7 separate regions of the Mus musculus genome follow, and regions 1, 2, 3, 5, 6 and 7 are each linked to region 4. The links are chromatin contacts, called in public HiChIP or PLAC-seq and promoter capture Hi-C maps. All regions are on one chromosome and are shown on one strand. The core of a region is the stretch at or near the end of the contact, and the rest is flanking DNA. Distances in the headings are between cores, read along the strand shown.

Region 1 (2,916 bases), core at 108-2,607, 2.0 Mb before region 4:
ACACAGATAATAAATACAAGCAAACAATGAGGACTTCAGACACAGAGTAGGATGACCTAAGATACCTTAGGGTAACTTAGAATTCCCAAGACCCTGCAGTCAATTCACAGCATCCAAAAAAAAAGGTTTTATAAAAATATAATGAAAACCATTGCTATGATATATTGTTGAGCAGGGCATGATAGTGTAAATATATAATCCAAGAGTGCTAGAAGAACAAGTAGGAGGAGCAACACAAGTTTAAGGCCAACCTTGGGATACTGGGATAACCAGGGCTATATAATGAGATCTTGTCTTATAAAAAGCAATCAAACAAACAAACTTGAGGAGATGGCTCAGTGGTTAAGCGTCTGGCTGGTCTTCCTGAGAACCTGGTCTGATTCTCAGCAATCTCATGCCAATTCACAGCCATCTGTAACTCAGCTCCAGGGAATCCAGGGTCTTCTTCTGACCTCTGCCAGCACACACATGGTACACAGACACGCATGCAACCCCAAAATCCACACACATAAAATTTAAAAATTAAATCAACAATAAAATCTATTATAGATACTAAAACTGAAAACATTTTTAGGTTGATAACACATTTTACTGGTTCCCTTTTTATTCAAAACTAGAAAAGAACAAATAATCTGAAAGAAGTATTTTTACCCTTTCAGCTCCAAAAGTTTCCCACCCTCAAAGTGTTTCTCTCAGACTTCGTATTTCTTTGCTATACCTTCTGGGACATGAGTACAGATTGCTTCTTAACTTGGGAATACACAACCCCAGACTAATATGTAAAACAAATTGTTCCATCATCTCATGGTTAACAATCAAGAAGAATTATTGGCATTATAAATAATATCCAATTGAAGTTTTAGAACAGATATGGCCCTGCCTGAGTAGTTTATTGGAAAATCATTTGTTTCACATCAGCTTTGGCATCCAGTATTCAATGTGAACTATGTGGTTATGGCCTAGTTTATTATATTTCTTTTTGTTCCACTGTGTATATATGTGTCTTAGGCTCTAAAAAGGTAATTTGTGCCCTCAAAATGTATTATGTAACAAACTGTGATTCATGCAAATCACTTTGATTTGTTTTCCAAAAATGTAACCTGCTTCAATTAATCAGTTGCTATTCATTTTGCCTGTTTCAATTGCAGTCGGAACAAAGGCTCCAGCGGGTTATCACTTACATGGGGGGTTAGCTTCCAGAGGGTATGAACGACACAACAATCAGACGTTATACCAAGCGTACAATTACAGTGGGTGTCCCAGAAACTCCAGTAAATAACGTGTCCCATTATGCTGGACTCCCACATTCTGAAGTTCTCCACCACCCGAGCCACCTACCTGCTGTAATCATAGCATTATGCAGTGCGTGGGTGCAAAGCTTCCAGCCTGCTGGGACGGCGTCCACGATTCCCAATGGGTAGCAGAAATCAGCCAGGCAGATTGCTATATCTATGTTCTGCAGCCTGCCCATCACGACAAATGACTGGCTGGAAGTACTGTGCTTCTGGGCCTGGACTTTGTTCAGAAAAGAAGGCAAGTAAAAGCGCCATGTCATTCTTCATTGTGCTTGGAAATTGATGGGGCACAATATTTTCATGTAGCTTTTCTTTTTATTATTCAAAATGTAAAAATGGACATAGCAAAACCTTATGGGATGCAGTGAGCTAAGAGAAGAAAATGTTCTTTTTTTATGGAAGTTTTAATTATGGACAACATAAAGTGTAATTACTACTCCGGCTTTTACTTACGTGTCTCGTTGTTTCAACCCTATACAGAGGATGAACCAGTAATAATGGTAGGATTAGCATTTTATATGAAGTTTGTTATTTATTTTCTTTACAATAGCAGGATATTTAGTGTCATCTAAAATAGAGGGCGTTATTAAGCCAAAAGTACTTTTTTATGCCAGCTATTTATAAATCACTTATGAATAGTTCTAAAATATAGGGTAGTGAAATGACTAATTGTGGTGGGTAGGTACTCATTATGGGCAACACTGCCCACAAAGAGAAGATTGGTTTGGTGAAATTCTGATATCACTTTATTTACCATTACCAAGTCACTTGGATGACGATGAGAAATTTTATTTTGGGATATTTCTTCTAGGGACAAGTGCCATAGAAAGAAGTCACAGCATGAGGTGCTAGACAAATATCCACCTTGGAAGAATATCAGATCTGGGTAGAGTTCTGGGATGTCTCAGGAGAGTCAACAGAACAGGTGCCAATCCAATGTCAGATGCCTCCATGTTTACCTGTTTCACTATCCATAAAGCAAACCTCCGTGCCAACAAATTAAAGCTTCCAACAGCACTGGAGGATCACCTGAAGCTCATTATCTGATTGTTGCATCATTCGGTTTTTGAGACAGCTTCTAGTGTTTTCCATACTAGTGGTATCAATTTACATCAATTTGTATCAATTTGCATATCTGCTGATTGCTCCTAAAGCAATCTCATCCGCCCTGTTGCGTATTCCCTGAATTGTGCAGGGCTCTCAGTTCAGTGTGCTCCTTCTGGGTAGGGCTCTCCATTAAGTGTGGTCCTTTCTGTCAAGCCTTACCATTATTTCCTCAAATACTGAAGTCCTGGTCAGGAAGTTATTGTCTATGCCAATATCTTCATGTTTTCTATAGTGGGTTTCCACATTAAGGTCTTCAGTTCATTTTGAGTTGGTTTTTGCAAAGGGAGAGAGATAAGAGTCTCCTTTCAATCTTCTACATGCGGAATTCCAGTTTTCCCAGCACCAGTTTTGAAGATGTCCTATCTGCAATCTGTGTTTTATGCAACTCTGTTGAAATTAGTTAACTGCAAGTTCATGGGTTCATCTGTGTCTAGTCTGTCCCGTTGGCTGTTCCAGACTTCTGACCTCTATCATCATAAGATAACATATTCAAATTGATTTAAGGTGTTAAATT
Region 2 (3,107 bases), core at 252-2,751, 1.8 Mb before region 4:
CTTCCCAGAGTGGAGACAACAGCAGTGAGCAAGGTAAGCGGTTAAGAATTTTCCTTGTACAAAAGTAGACATGATGATAATAACTTCAGCATTTATTTCATGGTATCAGTCTGTGTAGACAGAAGAGGGGCTAAGGAAGGTGTAGGGAGTATTACTAAACTTTTGATAGGAAGACAGGTTTCCTCTTGTTATTTAAAGAGTTAAAATGAGCTATTTAATCTTTAAGCCCACGTTACAATAATAATTGATTAGTTCTGCCAATCCTCTTACAAATGTGGTTATCTACACTACTTCGGTGTATATCGAAAAGACAGGCCTAACTACCTAACCAGAAGTTTGAGTTATATTGCAAACAAGATATTTGCTTCAAATATTTACTATGAGTTCTTTATAATTAAAGCAACCATGAATCAAAAGAATGTAAAAATATAAAAATCTGAGATTTATACAGATTTTTATTTTGAGAAGATGCATTTCAAAATTCTTCAGATGTTGTTTGTCCCTGCTTCTAGACAGCTAAAATAGTGACTTTTATCCCAATTCAAAAAAACCAAAACAAAACAAAAAAATAGAATTTCAGAAGGCAAGGAGAATAGCTGCAGGTGTTCAGGAAGTCTTCTGCAATTTGTAATGACTTTTGCCATTTACAACAGAGAGCAATTACATGTTGGCCCTTCTATGGATAAAATGATCATTTAAAAGAAGATGCATGATTGAGTGTGGTCCAGGAATGTGTATAGATTTTACTTTTTAATATTTTACATTAGATGGTGTCTGTTCTCTTAGGTCCATTTTATCTCTATTATGATTCTGTTTATGGCCACAATATTTAAGCATTAGACAGGCTTCCAAGTCAGATACTGTTTAACAGCTTGAGCTGTAGTTATGTAGACCATCTAAAAGAGAGTTGTTGATGTCCTGTGAGTATCTATCAGCCTCCATGTTTCTGACCAGGGATTTTGGACTCCTGAATTTCTAAGCGAGTCTAGAAAACTGGCCTTTCTAGGGTAGCTTTTACTTGTAAGTGAAGTCTATTTAGAATCTGTCTTTTAAACAAGTTGCAACTCGTGGATGATGTACTATCAAATACCAAGCTACAGAAAAACTTGTGAGCTATGTGTATGTTGGTTTGGGTACATCCGTTGGACTGTTTGTAAAATGAGCTCCATTCTAAAGGACATTTTGAAGGAATCTTGTACATAGAGTCCATCGTGGAGCTGCAGTCCAGGGGTTTAACTGAGGTTCCAATTGACCCTGGGTCAAATGTAGAAAGCTTTCAATCATTCAGTCCTCCCCAATTTCCCCAAGTTAGGGTAACACAAAGGGCGAAATATCTATTATAAAAACAAAACACCCTCAACATTGCAGGGATGGGTACCGGGAGAAGGAGAAGCAGGAGCAGACTGAATGGCCTAGTGGGGCTATCTTCCAGAAACTTCTCCGGTGTGAGGCTCCCTCTGACCTTTCACTTGGCTCAGGAGCCCCGAGCTTCATTTTTCACATTCTTGCAATTACGTTAACGCTTCAAGCATTTCTGACTCCAAGTCAGCTAGCAACACCAGGCATAACTCAACACTGTGAGTTTTTCTCTTCTCTGTAGATTCATTAACAGGTCACGAAGGTCCCAACTGAAATTTAAAACTGACTGGTTCTGTTGGGTTAGTTGAGTTATGGCGAAAGGGATAACAGGAAGGGTCAGAGAGGAGAGGAGGCAGAAGAGGAACCGATGTAGGCTTAGGCAGCAGGAAACAGCCACCAGAGCAAACAAAGCATGGAGTTTTATCATTTTATTTAGTCAGTTCTGTTTTATTAAGGGTTTTTAGTCAAGAAAGAGAAAGACATGTAAGAGTGATCCTCTGGGGAGGGAAAAAACCCCCACTGATCCCTCCATGCTGTGGGTAGCTGCACCCACTTATCCCTTGCTGAAGGATTTGATCCCCCAAGCTTTTTGTTCCTTTAATCATATCTCTGTGGGATTAAAGAATGGACACGGTGGTTTATGTGTGTGAAGACTGGGAAGTCTGTCTCTCCAACAGCCTCCTCAACTGTGTTAAAGTTTGAGAGAAAGCGCGGAAAAGTTATCGCTTTGATAAGATGGCGAAAGTTGGTGCAAGGAGAATTTTTCTATCTGACTCACTGGGTCAGTAGTTAAAATGCATGTATGAGGGTGTTGTGTTGTGTTGTGTTGTTTTTGACAGTAGACCCTAAAATTTAGAAGCCCGACTTACTTACTTATGTTTTGCTCCTATAATCTTTTAAACATGTTAAAGTTACTTTTATACTTTGTTCCACCAAAATGCTCAGAGTAGCTTTCAGTGGGGAAAGATTAATTATCTGCTTCGGGGCAAAGTCAACAGAGATATTGACTGAAATCACATATGCTTATCACAGGTTAGATCTTAGAGCTGATGTAGAATGGAAAACCTGGGAGGGAAATTTATGTTCTTCATATTAAATATATCATAATGTTTCGTTGAAACCTAAGTTTGCAGTGCACAGGAGACTTTAGTTACTTCTTCAGAATTTATTAGCACAACAGGCATATGGAAAACTGTAAAATGATTCCATTTCAAAACAAATTATGATAAACAGAAGAAATAGGGATGAATTGTACTAAATACAATGTTTTCATACACATTTTAAATTAAACTTTAATAGCCATATGCTATAAAACAATACATGCATTTATGTTGCTTTAAAATTTTTGTGAATATTTTTACAATGATGATTCTCACAAATCTTTACTTTGGAACCTAAAAACATCTCGTTTTATGACCTGATACTGAAAGAGCTCCAGTTACATGGGTGAAAGGTCACCTTTTCTCTTAGGAGTTTGTATGATAAACTGAATGGAGAAAAGAAAGCACAATTCTTTAATATTGTAAAAAAAAAAAAAAAAGATGAACTTGGAGAAATGTAGAGTCTGGCTTTATCTTTCCAACCATACACCAGTCAACTGTATAAATCTGAGCCCAACTTTTCATTCACTAGGTTTTCTGTTTTCGAAAAGCAGCCAAAGGGAGGGCGTTTGTCTTGTTAGTCACATTCCATGGGGAAGGAAATCTGGTTTTTCAAGGATAGAATTAGGGTGCAGACTCAGAGCTTTG
Region 3 (3,194 bases), core at 564-3,063, 1.8 Mb before region 4:
GGGCAGAAGGAAGGAAGGATGGATGGACGGATGGACGGACGGACGGACGAACAAGCAGTTCCTGCGGTAACCAGGACTCTATATTTTACATCTCACCAATGGTGAACTTTATGCTCCTGCCTTTTGTGAACTTTCTTGACACCAGAAGCTCACTTCTGAGGCCCTCAATTTCGCCTTTGCACCTCGCCATTCACCTTTGCTCTATCAGTCATCTCTGTACAGTTTAACACAGTAAACAAAAACCTTAGGTCCTTACTGATGATTTCTACAGTGTCTTCAGAACTATTCTGTTGGTAATTTCCTATTTATTCAAAACATATAGGCTTACTTTAGAAAGGGTGAGTCTTCTGACAGACAGAATTTCCCTGGCAGGGGGACTCCTCTGGTTTTCTTTTGGAATGCAAGAAGCCAGTTGCCTCTACTGGCAGGCTATCATGCTTTACCATATAACCCAGGAAAAGTAGAGAGATCCTGAGTCAAACAATCTGTGGAAACTCAGCTTTGAATTCGAGGCTTGCTGCTGCCTGCGTCTGTTTGAAACTGAAGAGGCCATGGGGGACGGGAAGGGAAAGCAGGGCTCACACACAGAAATTACTTAGACGTGCAAAGTTTGTTTCCCAGTGAGGAAAGAGCTTTGTTAGGAGAGACTGCCCAGATCACATGATGCAACCTTTTGACAACCCACTGTCTGCTGGGGACTCTGTGCGATGTGACCTTTTGACCTAGGAAGGAATGCTGTGAAGGTGGGAAAGTGCACTGAACCCTGGCCCGGGAGGGAACGTGGAAAACAGTCCAGCTGCTCAGAGCTCACGGAAAGCTTGGCGTTCGCTTTGAATTCAGAATCAGATGCTAGAAATGTAAGGGAATTTCCTAAAATTATTCCAGCTCTTTCCCTTACCCCCACTGTCTGATACAGAACTTACAGGAAACAAACGGGCTGTCTTGCAAATGTCTGTTATGAGAGAGGAAGCTCGCTTCTGCTTCCCCACCAGCTCGTGGATGAGACCTGTGTCTTTGAGCTGTTTTCCTGCAGGGCATTAAGCTTGCGCAAAGGATTTGGTGGCCTTAGGTGGGTCTGTGGAGGTGGGGGTGGGGCAAGAAAATGAGTCCATTGCTCTAAAAGCATTCCCAGTAGCGATGGTCTTGGCGGAAACAAAACTCCATTGTGCAGGGCTGAAACCTGAGAAACCCCCTGTTTCTCTGCTTGTTTTAGTCACCAGCATTGATCCTGGAACATGTGACCCTTTGAGAGGGAGCACCCTTGGTGACTCCTCCTATTACTAAATACCATTGTGTTTATAATGGCCATTTATATATGGTTACACTCCACGCCTGTGTGCTTAATAGGCATTCTGGAACTCCGATGCCACCTCACTAGCACAGGACACATGCTTTGCTTGGCCCCTTGGTCACTCTTTTACCCTACCCTGTCTTGTGTCATTGCTTGATACCCTCTATGAGAACCAAGTAGGAAGCTTATCATCACTGTGCAGAGGGCAGTCTGGATTCTGTGAGGTGTTGGAAGGTGGGGGTAAGGGAGGAGGAGGTAAGGGAAAGGAAAAAAAAACCAGACCGGCAAAGCCTTGAAGAAAATAGGTTACTTTATTATTTTTTTTCCTGTTCCACAATGTGTCTGCATTGCTCTAGTACTCATTTCTCCGCTAGTTGGGTCCCAGGAGGCCCCATGGAGCCCCGTGCAGCTCAGGGGATTGCATCTGTATAAAATGGGGGAAATGTAGTTTGTAGAGACCGTTCTTTACCTCGGTTTGGGTTCAGAACGGCAGCTGCTCTCCGACTTTGTCTGTGACAGCACAAAGGCCGGCAGGGCTGAAAAGCGAGTCAGCAACTGGAGAGACAAAAGCAACCATCAGCTAATACGGCTCCACATGGCCTGACTAATTTATGAGAAAAAAACTGTTCTGTTCATTGGATCAGCACTCTGAGGAGGCAGGTGGGATGGTAGGAAGTTTTCATTGACTCTCCTGAGCAACTAAGAATGCCACGAGAGATCCTTCTCAGTTTGAACTTTATCAGGGTCTACGCTTAATCAATAGGGTATTGGAAAAAGAATTAATTACTAAAGCAGAATAAAACAGCTGCATTTTAAACTAAGGATCCATCAATTCAGTAATCTTCCAGTTACAGGCTAGGTGCCGCGAGGATTTCAGTCTATGTAATGAGGAACCCGGGGACTTTGCTCCTGAACAGGCTGGGAATTCACATTATCCTGTTTCAGCGATTTGTCATTAGTACAACTCATTTCTCCTCTCCTGCACTACAGCTTGTATTTTATGTACTGTGGAACCCAGGAAGTTCCCACATTCAGGGGCGGGAGGGTGTGAAGGTGGAAATCATTGTCACCCTGAGAAAGAGCCTTAACCTAGCTGGGCCTCTCTATTCTGGAAGCTGCCTTCGGAACTGCTTGGGACCGGACCTCCAACCCCATTGTGCCTTGGGGTCGGGACACACAGGGTGCACCCTAGCCTGGAAATGTTGTTGCATCTATGATTTCCATAATGGTGGATTGCAAGGAGGGCTGAGGAAGGTTATGGGGGGTGAATTAGGTTTTTAGTGAGCTCATTAAGGAGGCAAACAGAGTTGAGACGGCAAGGCGGGGAGAGGGCCTGTAATCAGTCCTGCTCTCTTTGTTCCCTGCCTTGGGGAACATGTTTCGAAAAACTTCTTCCTTGCAGGGGCTGCCCAGTCTGGCTGAGCCCAGCCTGCCATCCTGGTGGCTGACTTGTTGATTTCTAAACCTCTTAATTCATTTTTTTTTTGTCCAATTTAATCTTTTCTTTCTGAAGGAAAATTAGTTGAATGTTAGCCCTCTCTGCACTATTCACCTCTTAAATTATGCTCATTTTGAAGAGCTTGTTATGCCTGAATAAACATGAAACGGCTTGGCGGCTCCCCATCCGAGGCACACCCATTTTAACACCATGTATTTGCCGTTCCTGGAAATGTCTCATTAACTTCTGAAAATCTGCGAGCATGATATTTTGGGCTACTGTAACACACCTCTTGGCAGCCACAGAAGGCAGTTTGGTTAATGCCTCGTAATATCCATTTTTATTCTCAACATGAAGAAAGACTCTCTATAGAAAATTGGTGCAGTTTGCTCTGCTAATTTTCATGCTCATTCCAATTAATTTAACATGACCCAGATTTTCTTCCTCGGGCTCATCCTGACTAAT
Region 4 (2,895 bases), core at 101-2,600:
CTAGTAAGACTGGGGATAGCAGGCTCTCCTGCACATGATAGGACAGCTCTAGTCCCGGGATGCCAGCATTGTAAAAATACCTGAGAGTACAAGTTGATAAAGACTTAGCCCAGCTTCACTCAGCCACCTTCTTCCTACAAATTCAAGAAGACTCCTTAGCTGAAGTAGTCCTACAGAGTCAAAGGGCTCTAAATTTATTGTTCTTAAAAGAAGGGGGCTTATGTATGGCCCTTGGAGAGCAAGGTTGTTTATAAGTTAATCACTCTGGGGTAATCAGGGACACTCTGGTAAAAATTAGAAGTAACATCCTTGATAGGGAACAACAGAGAAAGAAAGAAAACAGAGCTGGTATGAATCCCTTTTGAATTGGTCCCCTGGGTTAACTTCACTCATCACAGCCTTGGTTGAGCACCCCCCCCCAGCCCCCGATGCTTATATTTTCTAATGATAAACTTTGAGTCCTGCATCATTAATGCCTTGATTTCCTTTATCAAGAACAGAATTTCCCCTGTTCAGTTGTTGGCCTCTAGACCTAGTCTATCAGCTTAAAGGTCAGTCAGCTCTGCTTTGTCTAGATAGCCTATATGTTGCAAATGTTGTAAATGCTGCAAATGCACCTATTCCATAGAAAAACTGGTTCTGATGCTTGCTCCCATCACAGATTTGTATTTGGAGTGTGCATTCAATAAATCATCCATTCCTTACTGAGATTGGTGTCTGAGTCGTTTGTGTGGCTATTCCTGGACCCTAATAAGGGTTCTATCATTTCACAAAGCTTTTGTATTTGGTATAATGTCGAGTATTTTACATGCATGTTGTCCAAAGACATCTTACATAAATCATCAAAGAAGACCCAAAATGCTGGGCAAAGAGTTTTCTATATTGTAAATGTCCAAAATACATAGAACTAGTGAAATCAGCAAGACCAGCCCCTGGCAGGACAATGGATAGGGCCCCTGAGAGAAGCTGATTCTGTATGCCTTCACCTCTTGGTCGTATTTACAGAAATATGAAATGCTGAGAACAGTCGTGATCTAGAATGTACCTAATACTGAGAGTTTTACCAACAGCCCTGAGCTTACAAAAAATTATGAATGGGCTTTGAACTCTAATCATGGATTCCAATAAGAGCTGGCGTTTTACAGTCCTTTCTGGGACTTCCACAATGAAGGGTCGGTAACAGTAGGGCAGAAAGTGCATGCATCCATTTAGAGTCTTCCTTTTTCTCTCCTTGGAAATTGCAGCACTGGGTGGATAAAAAGCAAGCAAGGGCCCAAAGATCGTGAGAGGATGTTTCCGGACGGACCACATTCAGAGCGCGCCTGAACGCCGCGCTTGCGCACTCAGCCAGTCGCCGCGCTGACCCTGCGGACGTGAGCTTGCCTGCCGTCTTGGCGAAACCCAGGCTCTGAGATGCGTCCCTGCCCGGCGTTTGCCAGCTCCGGGTGAGTGTGGAGGACCCCAGAAGCCTGCGTGCGAGATGGAACGAATCCCGGGGAGGGTCAGGCCTGCCCAAGTCCCGCCGAGGTTCCTGGGGATCCGAACAGGGTGCCACGACCTCGGCTCCTTGCATGTGCTTCGTCAGAGCGGTAAACTCAAAAGAGCTGAGCCCCGCGCCCCATCTCCTGGGGTCGAATCACTTATTTCCCATCTTTCACTCAGCTCTTCCCCTGCACCCCATCTTCTGGCTGCAGTCAGTGGAGCTTTCACCCTTGCCCTTCTTTTCTAGGCATGGGATATCACAGTCCCTGAACTCGGCTTGACCCCTGCAGACTCCTTACTTGCACAGCAGATGAGGCCAAACACATAGCTTCCGTCTAGGGAAAGGTGATGCATGGATGGTTCAAGGCCAAGAGAGTGGGCCATGGAGAGAAAAAGAAAAAAAAAAAAAAAAGAAAGAAAGAGGCGAAGACTGTTGTAAATGTTACCATAGATAATTCTCCAGTTGGAACTCTTAAGTTTCTCTACGGTGTTTTATTTCTTTCTTGTAATTTATTTTGTATTTTGTGATTTTCTTTTAAAGAGGTATTTGCAAAGACAGTGCTACTTTCAACCTTGAAACAACATTGGATTTTATCGATGTCAGTTTTTATAGTTACTTGGCTTAACGTTGTGTGAGCTCCTATCATGTTATAATGTCTGGATAGTCATTGAGGCACATCCATTGGTTTGTCATGTTTCACTTTAACGTGAAAATTAGCTTTTGTGTATTTTTTAAAAAGTTTAAAAAGCCAATGGGGGAAAAAAGATCAGGTGAATGGGATTTAAACCTCTAAGTCCACAGGGGGGATTGTGCTTGGAGTGTGGAAATCCCTGACCTTTTACTTATAAATAGGAAGTGAGATCACCACTTGCCACAAATGATTCTGACAAGGTAGGGTTCGCAGTAAGTGCGTATCCAATCCTAATACTAGTGATAGCTACTTGACCGCAGACCCTTTTGAGTACAGGAGCTAGAGGTAGCCAGTGCCTGTTGTTTATAATCATATAGTTGCCTTGTGTTGTTTTAGTGCGAGACTTTTTGTTTTTTTGAGAGAGGGTGGTAGTCTGTAGAATCAGTAAGTGGAAGGAGAAGTATACAAAAAGATTGGAGAAGTTCTTGAGTTCCCCACACTCAAACCCTATAGTTTGACCTTAGGCAGTTACAAGGTTTTGCCCACCAACTTCCTGGGGAGAAGCTGCCTTCCCATTCCATACTTAGTATGGAGTCAGTGCAGTACAGAGGTTTTTTTCCTCCCTTTAGCCCTTCACCAGCCCTCTCCTGGCACAGCCCATAGGAAAAAGGGAAAGCCCTTTGTTAGACATTTTCCTCTTGTGCACTATATCCATTAACACTCACTTGGTGTCTTTCTGTTTAAGAGAACACTGTTGCAGCAAGTGAAGGAAGGTTTGATT
Region 5 (2,881 bases), core at 261-2,760, 1.7 Mb before region 4:
ATCAGTTTTGTTTGAATTTGGTTGATATTTATGAAATTCAATAAAAAAAATTTTTTTGGAAAAAAAAATCTAACCAAAGTAGCTGCCTCATCCTTCCTTTCTGGTCTCTGAGCTATAAACCTGCATCATTGGGGGGAAATTCCACTTGCCAATCCTTAAATAATTAGCAACTTCTGATTCACAGGATGCACCCCTCTCTCCAGTCAGCCTCCTCTGTTACTTTATGTCTTCCTAAGGACGTTGCACGTGTGTAATAAACACTCAGGCAGAGCCCTGATGGGCTAGAGGCCCATGAATCAAGTGCCTCTGGCATGGCAGGAATTGAGCTTATCATTTGATAGAGCCTTCTCTTCTCCTCTCTCTCTCTCTCTCTCTCTCTCTCTCTCTCTCTCTCTCTCTCTCACACACACACATTCCTTTATATTTTTCTATTCCTTTCCTTTTCTCCTGTTATTTATTTATTTATTTATTTATTTATTTATTTATTTATTGAGCCCTGGCTGCCCTTACAAAGGATTTGGGAGGCAGCATGTTGTTACATCCCTGCAAGGCATCCTGAGGTGAGCATTATTGCCTATACTTTTCTGTGTCTACAAAGAGGAGAAAGTAGTTATTGTCACCCAGTCCTAGGAACACACTCACATACTCCAGGGAGGAACAGGGGTGAAGGAGTCTGGGAGGAAATCCAACAGGGTGACCAACCCAGAATTATATCTCCATCTGCAGAGGAGATTTTAAGAATAGGGTCTGAACTTGGTGTTATAACACAGGCCTCAAATCCTAGATACACAAGAGAAACCAAGGCAAGAGGACCATAAGTTCCAGGCCAGACCGGGCTACAGACGAGTCTGGGCAACTTAGTGAGGCTCTAGATCAAAATAAAATGTAAGCAGAGGGTAGGGGGATGCAGGTCAGTGGTAGAACACTTGACTCACATGTAGAAGGTCCTGGGTTCAATTCCCAGAATTAAAACAAAACAAAACAAAACAAAACAAATTCGGGTTGTCAGACATGCTGTTGAGGCATACCATTCTTCGATGGAGACCCTCATCTAGTTGAGGTTGTGTCTGGGCTTTGATGCTGAAGTATCCAGGACCATATATATCCTTCTTCCACAGGATGGGCCCAGTAGCTTCATGGCCTGGGCCCATGACTGGACAAGTTCAAGTGTGGACCGTTGGGGGATCATGCATTAGCAAGGCTGACTACACGAGTGTCCTAAGCTCTACGGCAATGCTCCAGTTCACCCAGCTTCCCTTATCACTTGGTTTGATGAGTACTATTAAAGTGTTTTCTTAATCTTTAGGCTTGGTTCAGTCCTGCTAGACAGCAAGACCTTCGCTTTCTCTACTGTTGATTTCTTAAGTGATTTTAGGAGTTGAAACGCGCCATGGTTCTCAGGGCCATGGTTCCCAGCATGAGGACAGTGATGGCAGTTCAGCTTTAAGAACAGTGATGGCAGTTCAGCTTTAAGACTGTTTTCTGCCTGACAGGGCAGGACCCCCAGACAAATCACTGGCTGGCTCTGTGGTAGTTGGCAGCCATTCAAGACTGGTCTTGTGCCAGGAGTATTACTAGATAGCCAGACAGATCAATTCACTTTTACATTCCCGCCATTATTTATAGCCCCACTGTATATCCACTCTTGCTTATGAAGTAATGATTAGCAAATACAGTACACATAAAACATGGGCATTTGTTCTGGAAAGGGCTTTCTCCTGCTGATACTGCAGATACTGTCACAGGTCACAGAACCCTCGAAAGGATTTAAAGGGCAAGTCTTGTGTAGCATGTGTTCCTTTGAAGAGATGTTCCTTTCCCTAGTTCTGAGTAATTGAAGAGGAGAGAAAGGTTGTTTTTTTTCTCTCCTTCCTTGTGCTGCACTGAATTCTCTGCATCTCCTGTTCCCACACATGCTCCAGCCAAACCTGTGCAGAGGGGAGTTGCACGGTGCAGTCGGCTATTTCAAATGGCTGTTTTTGTGCTTTGTCCAAGTGAAAGAGGAAAAAAAAAAAAAAGGAAAAGTAGCCAGCCAGCCTGTGTGGGAGTGGATTTGGGATGGGATTTCTCTGGGGCTGGGGAAACCTGAGCTAATGTGGTGGAAGACACTGGCTCCCAGGTTTGTTTGTGCTTTCTTCTTTCTCTCTGGAGCACATGATCTGTAGTCACATGCTTCTGGGACATGCAAAAGAATTTCTTCTCTAGTGCTGATCTATGAGTGTGTGTATGACCACTACTGGGTTAATGCATTTGAAGATATGTCCACTGGGCTCAGAGTACATGATTGGAGAGCATACCACAGCTTGGATTATGGGAGGTGGGGACAGAGCTGCCTTTCCTTTGAGGATATATGGTGGCCATAAAGTAGTTATTTAGAAGCCTGCATTCTGTAGCCTCGAATCAAACCCACACATTGATTAAGTCATGTTTTCCTAGCAGAATGAACATATATAGTGAGAAGATAAAAAAAGAAAACCATTAGGTTAGGATGATGCTATTAGGGAGAAAAAGTAATTCAGAACTTGGAAACAGCAGGCTGTTGGCACAGTGCTGGACCATCACTGCTTCCTCCTTGGTTTACAATACAATGGGGACAGTTGCAGAAACCTCTTGTCACCCTGGCAGGTGAGTGAGTCCACATCTTATATTGTGTGGATAGCACGTTTTCTTTCTGAGTCAAAAAACATAGTTGTGACATATTTCTTAAGAATATGGCCATTGCATAACAATAATTACAGCTTATAGGCATGTTTTTGTTTTAAAGACCTCCAGCTCAGCAGGACTTTTTTCTTTTCTTTTCTTTTCTTTTCTTTTCTTTTCTTTCCTTTCCTTTCCTTTCCTTTCCTTTCCTTTCCTTTCCTTTCCTTCCCTTCCCTTCCCT
Region 6 (3,069 bases), core at 439-2,938, 1.9 Mb before region 4:
TTATTCTATCTCCTGTTTGTTCTTAGATCAGATTGGAGATAAACAGTGGAAAAGTTACACTTTCATTTGATTGTCTCAAATACTCTCAAATTTTGGCAGAATATCTGCTCACAGGCAATGAGATACTCTGAGTTAGCAGGGTAATTTATACTCCTCTTCAAAGAGTGTCTCCATAGATAGATTAAGCCAAATAGAACTTGAAGGAGCTGAAGTTTCTGCTGTAACTAGTTGGTCAGTAGAGAACTGAGGAATTGGCTCCTCAGAGGAAATTGCCCCAAACCCTGCCCACAGAACATCTCCCCCCACCCCCCAATAGTGAATTTCCTGAAGTTGAATCCTAGATATGCAAGACTTTGCAAACTGTTTGAAAACAGTCAATAGCTTCTGCAGGGTTTAGAGTCAGTGAAAATCAGCTTAGGGCAGAATGAAGTGAATTTTAGGTATCTGTGGAGAACTGGTGCTAAGAAATCTCTACTTCAATCCTAGGCCTTGAGGAGGCAGAGAGCTCACAGACACCACAAGAAAACCTACAGAGTCACCTAAACTGGGCCAATGGGGGCTCACAGAAACTGAGCCACCAACCAAAGAGCATGTAGGGGTTGGACCTAGGACCTCTATGCTTTTGTAGAAGGCATGCAGTTATGTCTTCACCTGGGGACTCTAACAATTGGAGTGTGTGTGTGTGGGGGGGGGGGTTGTTTCTGATTCTGTTGCCTGCCTTTATATCCCTTTTCCCTAGCTGAACTACATTATTGGGCCAGCCTCAATGAGAGAGGATGTGCTTAGTCCTGCTGTGACTTGCTGTGCCAGAGTCAGTTGGTACCCATGGGGGATTTCCCTTTCTTGGAGGAGAAGAGTAGGGGGGGAATAAGGGAAGAGGTTTGTGAGGGTGGGACTGAGAGGAGAGAAGGGTGAGGAGCTGTGGTCTAGGATGTAAAGGGAATACATTAAAAAAATGAATGAATGAATGAATGAATGAATGAATGAGAAAGAAAGAAAAGAAAGGAAGGAAGGAAGGAAGGAAGGAAGGAAGGAAGGAAGGAAGAAGGGAAGAAAGAAAAGAAGGAAGGAATAAATCTCTAGTCCAAACAGGCCCTGTGTGTGTGAAAGTCACCTGCTGCAGTAGAGCCTAGAAGAGATTTGAACTCACAAAGATGAAGAGCTGGAAACTTACCCCAAATTAGCCTTCATTTAGTAATTTACTTCCTTGTTTCCTCAAACTTGAGGAAGGCGTGGATAACTTAAATAGAAGCAAAAAAATGTAGTGTCTAATACATTTAGGGTAACCCTATGTAATGTGATACAGTAAGGTGGTGTGTGTGTGTGTGTGTGTGTGTGTGTGTGTGTGTGTGTGTGTGTGTGTGTTTGGGGGGTCCTCCGCCCTTAGGCTCTTGTTCTTGCTTTGTTTACACGAAATTAACCCGGAGGAGCTGAGAGAATCACAGTAAAGAAGGAGATTATTTTAATTCCGAAAAATAAAAGTAACGCGCTTTCTCCTTAGAGTCGGGCAATCCTGCCTGCAGACTTGGAAATGAAAGCGCTCGGAAGAGGGAGGAGGGGGAGGCCCGGCAGCAGTGGGGATCGTTGTTGGTAACTGAAGGGGCTCTGGTGAATTTCAGGTTCGGATTAGTGACAACTCAGAAGTCTCGGCTGCGTGTGGGGGAGGGAAGTTTGCCAAGGTCTCTGAACTCGCTGGAGAGAGAGCAGCCTCCGGAGGCGCCGGGCGGAGCTGGGCGTACCCGAAGCCCCTGTCCCGGCCAAGCCAACAACGCGGTCTCACCCCGCCTCTAGCCTGACTTTGTCAGCGATCATAAAATGGGAATTGATCATTCGAGCCACCATTGATTAGGGAAGAATGCTTACTGCAGCAGCAGGGGAAAGGTTAAGAGGAAATTGACCTTCTCCGTAGGTGACATAAAGTCATTAGGTAAATGAGATATTCACACTGGAGTTTTAAAAGGTCATGCTCAATTTTTATTTGCAGCCTGAAAAGTCAAGCTGGAGCTCCGGCTTAAGGTAGGGACTTCCATTCCTAGGGACCCGGGCACCGATCAGAATGAAGTCCTGCTGCGCCGGCCAGAGGCGAAAGTGGGATGTGGATTGCCATCTGGAAGACTTCGGCTGGACTCCGAGCGGGTCCTGGCGGCCCCAGCTTTGGACCTGCCGCTGGACCCGAGCGCGTTTTTGAGTGTGAGATGCGCTCCCGCGGCCCAGTATTCCCACCGCCACAGCGTGCAAAAGGATCTCTGGCCAAAGTCGACCTCTCAGCATCAGCAACACCTCCCCTTCCCTAGCCCACCATGTCTCCTACACAGTGAAAGTGTTTTGTTGTTGTTGATGTTGTTGTTGTTGTTGTTGTAAAGGAGAGAGTGAGAGAGATATTTATGCACATATTTATCCCTCTAATTATAGGAATTAATCCTCTTATGACTAAAAGGTAACGTGGAAGGACGTCCTTTTGATGTGGAAAAGCACCATTTGTGACTCACATTCAGACTGATTAAGGAATAATTGTTGTTAAACGCTTTTAAGAGGAGAGTGTTTAATTGAGGGGCATTCGTAATTTTACGGCTTAGTGCAAAATTAAACGTAATTAAAAACTCAGAAATTCCAACTGATTTTCCAATTATTTTTATTGTCTGAGCTAATTGTTACACAAGGGTATCACTTCTCCCCCAAAGGCATTGGGGAAAAGAGGTGGGAGGTGGGAGGTGGGAGGCAATCATACCTTGTCCAAATATTCTCCAACTGAAGAGTCCAGCGTCCAGAAAGACCTCCTTGGTTGCACCTTACCTCCCCAAGCCCCGCCCGGGGTCCCGAGTGGCACCCCGCCCTCCCCTTGGCAATTAAGCATTACAGGCACTCTCCCCTCGCTCCGAGTTCCGCCAACACCTTGGGATGTGAGAAAGTGATGGCAGCTCTCTTCTGCAGATCATTACGGCAAAACCTGGAAGTATCTAGAGAAGGCCGATGACTATCTTCAAGTAACACTTGCCATACATAGCCGAGGGATTTAAAAAAAAATGAGTAAACACAGCTCTCTGGGGGATGATCCCTCCACGCCCTTGC
Region 7 (2,996 bases), core at 144-2,643, 1.8 Mb before region 4:
ATTATATCATACGCATGCTCCAGTGAAGAGTTAGAAATTCAGACCACATTTTTGTTGAGCTGAGCTCCATTCTCATACTGCCACAAAGTCAAACATCAGAAGTGGAAGAATCCTGAATTAAGGACCAACTCTAATATCTTTTTGGCGATCAGGGCTTCTGGGCATGATGTCTGAGCGAGTGGGCAGGTTGCAGTTCATATCATAGCTAAGAATGGTCATAGAAGCCATATTTCAGGACAGACATTAGTTTCAAGCCAAGGATATGGAACAGCACATGTGGAAAAGATCAAAGCTCTCTTGCTTTTGTTTTGTTTTGCCTTGTTTTCCATGACCTTGCAAGTGAGGGTGAGGCCAAAGGAGCAGGTTAACTTTGGATGTGACAAAGTAAAATGCAATCAAGGAATCCAGTCATGCTGTGGTTAGAGCCACGGGCCTGTGCTAGCATGAAGCAGAAACAAGTGAACACAGTGAGAAGAGTTGGGAGGGGGACAGAGAGGAAGGAAAGAGAGGGAGAGAGACCAAACTGTCCCCTCAAGCCCCCAAAGCATCTGGACTGAGGGGGCACAGCGGAGAAAGGAGTGGTGAGGTGGTTACCTGGGTGCTCAGGTCCCATCTTATTTGGATCACCTGGAAGCCTTGCTTGCTCTTCCTCAGCTTTACCTGTTTTACCACCATTTTGTGTATTTTCAGCGCTCGCTCTCCCTCCCTCCCTCCCTCCCTCCCTCCCATCCCCCTACTCCTCCCACCTCCATACCCCTCCCCTTTGAGGGCAAAGACTGAGGGAATGGAGGTTGGCAGAAGCTCTGCTCTGTCATATGCTCTTGACCCTTCCCTGGGACCTGTGGTTAATACGCACTCTGTAGAGGCGACAGGCAAACCCTGCTCTCCACAGGACCCGATTCATAATTCTCTGTGAGCAGCCAGAGCGGGGCTCTGTCGTGGCTTGACTGCTCAGTGCCACAATAAAGCAACATGTTGCGACCTTCGCTGTTATCGAATCAGGAAGTAGACAGTCCTGGCATGGAGTCGAGTCTTCCTATGGCTCTCCACAACTGTAAATTATGCTCTAGCCTTCCCATCTAGAGAGCATGTCACACTTTACATTACTATTGTGTATCTCAAAATAAACAGCATCGCAAGCTGTTTATTTTGGTGTTACTATGTATGCAATTTTAAAACAGTGGTTACTTAAACAAATGTCCCTGTTGCCACAGCACTTGAAAGCCAGTGTTTGCTCCTGTGGTTTTGGATTTTGTCACTTCTGTTTGGATTGTGTCTGAAAGCCACACTGGGAGCAGTTGGAAGGAAGCTGGCAGTATCTAAGACTGGGACTCGTAGTTGGTCCTGGTTCTCGGCAATGGGTAGCTATCTGACTCTTACCATGCTTTCTAGCCCTCCGTGGTACTTTGCCCTCTGGCACTAACTAGCAATTTCAGTTTCTCTTTCAAGCTGTAAGTTTGTCCAATTCAGTGATAGAGTCGATAATTTCTGTTCCTGGATGCTGTGCAAGTTAATGGAGTCAGGGGTCTGCTGCTTCAGTAACAAAATAGATCTCTCAAATACTCATTTAAGACAGTTGACTGTATCCTAAAGATATGCGATGCATTCCATTAGGATAGCCTGGCCAAGTTCTCTGAGGATGGAGGACAGTAATAAGCAAAGTGGTAACAAGCTGGCCTGTGACCCTGAGTCTTTATGCCACCATCCTGTATGGAACTGAACTTGGTTTATGTCTTAGTAGCTCATGTAAGACTGATAGACATTGGTTTGATTCCCAGGAACCACTTGGTAGCACCGCTTCTTTGGGAAAAAATATTGGACACTGTACAGTCTTCATCTGTGAAATAGGTGGGCGAGAGACCAGATAAAATGGTGTGTGTAAAAAGGTCTTTGTACTTGTACAGCATTGGTACCCAGTACTTAGTCTTTTGTGCCTCCCCTTTGGTCCTCGCCCCATGACATAAATTACAGCTGTGGGTGGTCTATGCACAATCCTGTTGACTGCAAGCAGGAGTTAATGTAGTGTGGGAGAGATCCTCATAGCCTGGCCTAGCCTGCTGGTGGCATTTGCAACAACCATTACCCAAAGCCTGCTGAGCCATGGGGGGGCGGGGGGGGGCACAGCACCCCAGGGTGCCTTCTTCTTCCCTGGCCGTTTTTTTTTTAAGAAAAGAAAAAAGGCTGGTTTAAAGTTATGCATCAAGCTTATCCCCTTCACTCTTGAGGTGGTGGCATCAGGCTGTACCATGTAGCTCATCTTCTTAATGTAACTTCCTGTTGTACTGACACGTTGGAAAGGAACACTCTAGATCATTTGCTGGTAAATGAATGAATGAGTAAGCTTCTGCTTTGGCCTTGAGCACCTCGATAAAATCTAAGTTAGTGTGGAGTAATTAATTGCCATCTTTAAAGTTTTGGACACAGGGGTAATTTTTATTCTCATATCTTGTTTGTGGGAATGAAATAGGAATATTGTTCTTGATTATGTTTTCCATGAGATTTGTTGAAAAAAATTTAGATTAGATTTTTTTATGAGCTTGAAATTGCCTCACATGTGGGATCTGAAATATTAAGAAGATGACACCAGTTATTTGTGAGACAGTCACTCTTCTTCCTCTTCTACAGCACATATTCAAAGCCCTGTGCTGTGAAGACATCAAAGACAATCTCTTGGATCATTTAGACGCAGGGGAGATGCAGTAATTGTTTTCTGTTCCATGAAAAGATTCATGAAAGATATTTTGAGTATATGGATATTTTTACTTCAAATATGGTGAAAATACAGGAGCCATATATGTGAGCTTTGAAAAGACCACATTGCCCCATTCATTGAAGGCAAGTTTCAACTACTTTGGTTTCTTCCAGGAGAGGTAATGAAACTGGGGTAGGGCGTTCAGAATGGATCGAGGCAGCGACTCTTGAGCAAAGCCTTTACCATGCTGCCTGCACTAACACTCATGGAAGTGTGGCTTCTTAAGGAGGGGAACACTGCTTAA

Evidence for each region. Promoter capture Hi-C pulls out the DNA fragments that hold promoters and counts their contacts. HiChIP or PLAC-seq counts read pairs in DNA pulled down with a chosen protein or histone mark.
Region 1: a contact with region 4 is called in a promoter capture Hi-C map of hippocampal neurons, with 4 times the contacts expected there. The contact joins the enhancer-like site here to the promoter of Zfp770 in region 4. A contact is called at or near these places in 8 of 39 promoter capture datasets (the 3T3-L1 cell line, cranial neural crest, hippocampal neurons and 4 more) and 1 of 115 datasets of contacts at active chromatin or transcription factors (embryonic forebrain).
Region 2: a promoter capture Hi-C map of pre-B cells shows a contact between it and region 4, with 6 times the contacts expected there. The contact joins the enhancer-like site here to the promoter of Zfp770 in region 4. A contact is called at or near these places in 5 of 39 promoter capture datasets (cranial neural crest, embryonic stem cells, hippocampal neurons and 2 more) and 1 of 115 datasets of contacts at active chromatin or transcription factors (astrocytes).
Region 3: a promoter capture Hi-C map of embryonic stem cells shows a contact between it and region 4. The contact joins the enhancer-like site here to the promoter of Zfp770 in region 4. A contact is called at or near these places in 9 of 39 promoter capture datasets (the 3T3-L1 cell line, 3T3-L1-derived adipocytes, cranial neural crest and 3 more) and 2 of 115 datasets of contacts at active chromatin or transcription factors (both in embryonic stem cells).
Region 5: a contact with region 4 is called in a promoter capture Hi-C map of liver, with 5 times the contacts expected there. The contact joins the enhancer-like site here to the promoter of Zfp770 in region 4. A contact is called at or near these places in 13 of 39 promoter capture datasets (the 3T3-L1 cell line, 3T3-L1-derived adipocytes, the HPC-7 cell line and 7 more), 2 of 115 datasets of contacts at active chromatin or transcription factors (embryonic stem cells and stem cell-derived neural progenitor cells) and 1 of 9 other capture datasets (adipose tissue).
Region 6: a contact with region 4 is called in an H3K27ac HiChIP or PLAC-seq map of embryonic stem cells, with 20 times the contacts expected there. The contact joins the promoter of 2810405F15Rik here to the promoter of Zfp770 in region 4. A contact is called at or near these places in 9 of 39 promoter capture datasets (the 3T3-L1 cell line, cranial neural crest, embryonic stem cells and 4 more), 2 of 484 Hi-C or Micro-C datasets (neural progenitor cells and neural stem cells), 9 of 115 datasets of contacts at active chromatin or transcription factors (acute myeloid leukemia, astrocytes, embryonic midbrain and 5 more) and 3 of 9 other capture datasets (adipose tissue, embryonic stem cells and macrophages).
Region 7: a promoter capture Hi-C map of liver shows a contact between it and region 4, with 5 times the contacts expected there. The contact joins the enhancer-like site here to the promoter of Zfp770 in region 4. A contact is called at or near these places in 7 of 39 promoter capture datasets (the 3T3-L1 cell line, cranial neural crest, embryonic stem cells and 2 more) and 2 of 115 datasets of contacts at active chromatin or transcription factors (astrocytes and stem cell-derived neural progenitor cells).

The regions. Positions count from the first base shown.
Region 1 is chr2:116,180,527-116,183,442 of GRCm38.p6, reverse strand. No RefSeq gene overlaps it. Among named protein-coding and RNA genes, the nearest start is that of 2810405F15Rik, 110 kb to the right of the region's middle. Within about 2 kb of position 1,357, at least 11 of the 459 cell types and tissues checked have an H3K27ac peak or open chromatin away from gene starts, as enhancers often do. A contact at or near this core is called in hippocampal neurons, where this site is marked.
Region 2 is chr2:116,046,010-116,049,116 of GRCm38.p6, reverse strand. It overlaps Meis2 (Meis homeobox 2), which reads left to right. Exons shown (of 12, transcript NM_001159568.1): 7 at 1-33. Among named protein-coding and RNA genes, the nearest start is that of Meis2, 17 kb to the left of the region's middle. Within about 2 kb of position 1,501, at least 19 of the 459 cell types and tissues checked have an H3K27ac peak or open chromatin away from gene starts, as enhancers often do.
Region 3 is chr2:116,018,765-116,021,958 of GRCm38.p6, reverse strand. All of the region lies in intron 7 of Meis2 (Meis homeobox 2), which reads left to right. Among named protein-coding and RNA genes, the nearest start is that of Meis2, 45 kb to the left of the region's middle. Within about 2 kb of position 1,813, at least 83 of the 459 cell types and tissues checked have an H3K27ac peak or open chromatin away from gene starts, as enhancers often do. A contact at or near this core is called in embryonic stem cells and liver, where this site is marked.
Region 4 is chr2:114,199,887-114,202,781 of GRCm38.p6, reverse strand. It overlaps Zfp770 (zinc finger protein 770), which reads left to right and starts at 1,350. Exons shown (of 2, transcript NM_175466.4): 1 at 1,350-1,445.
Region 5 is chr2:115,894,585-115,897,465 of GRCm38.p6, reverse strand. All of the region lies in intron 9 of Meis2 (Meis homeobox 2), which reads left to right. Among named protein-coding and RNA genes, the nearest start is that of Gm31590, 89 kb to the right of the region's middle. Within about 2 kb of position 1,510, at least 17 of the 459 cell types and tissues checked have an H3K27ac peak or open chromatin away from gene starts, as enhancers often do. A contact at or near this core is called in stem cell-derived neural progenitor cells, where this site is marked.
Region 6 is chr2:116,074,715-116,077,783 of GRCm38.p6, reverse strand. 2810405F15Rik (RIKEN cDNA 2810405F15 gene) reads left to right here and starts at 1,688. Exons shown (of 1, transcript NR_033447.1): 1 at 1,688-3,069. The region is part of intron 2 of G630016G05Rik (RIKEN cDNA G630016G05 gene); the gene reads right to left.
Region 7 is chr2:115,983,053-115,986,048 of GRCm38.p6, reverse strand. All of the region lies in intron 8 of Meis2 (Meis homeobox 2), which reads left to right. Among named protein-coding and RNA genes, the nearest start is that of Meis2, 81 kb to the left of the region's middle. Within about 2 kb of position 1,393, at least 17 of the 459 cell types and tissues checked have an H3K27ac peak or open chromatin away from gene starts, as enhancers often do. A contact at or near this core is called in liver, where this site is marked.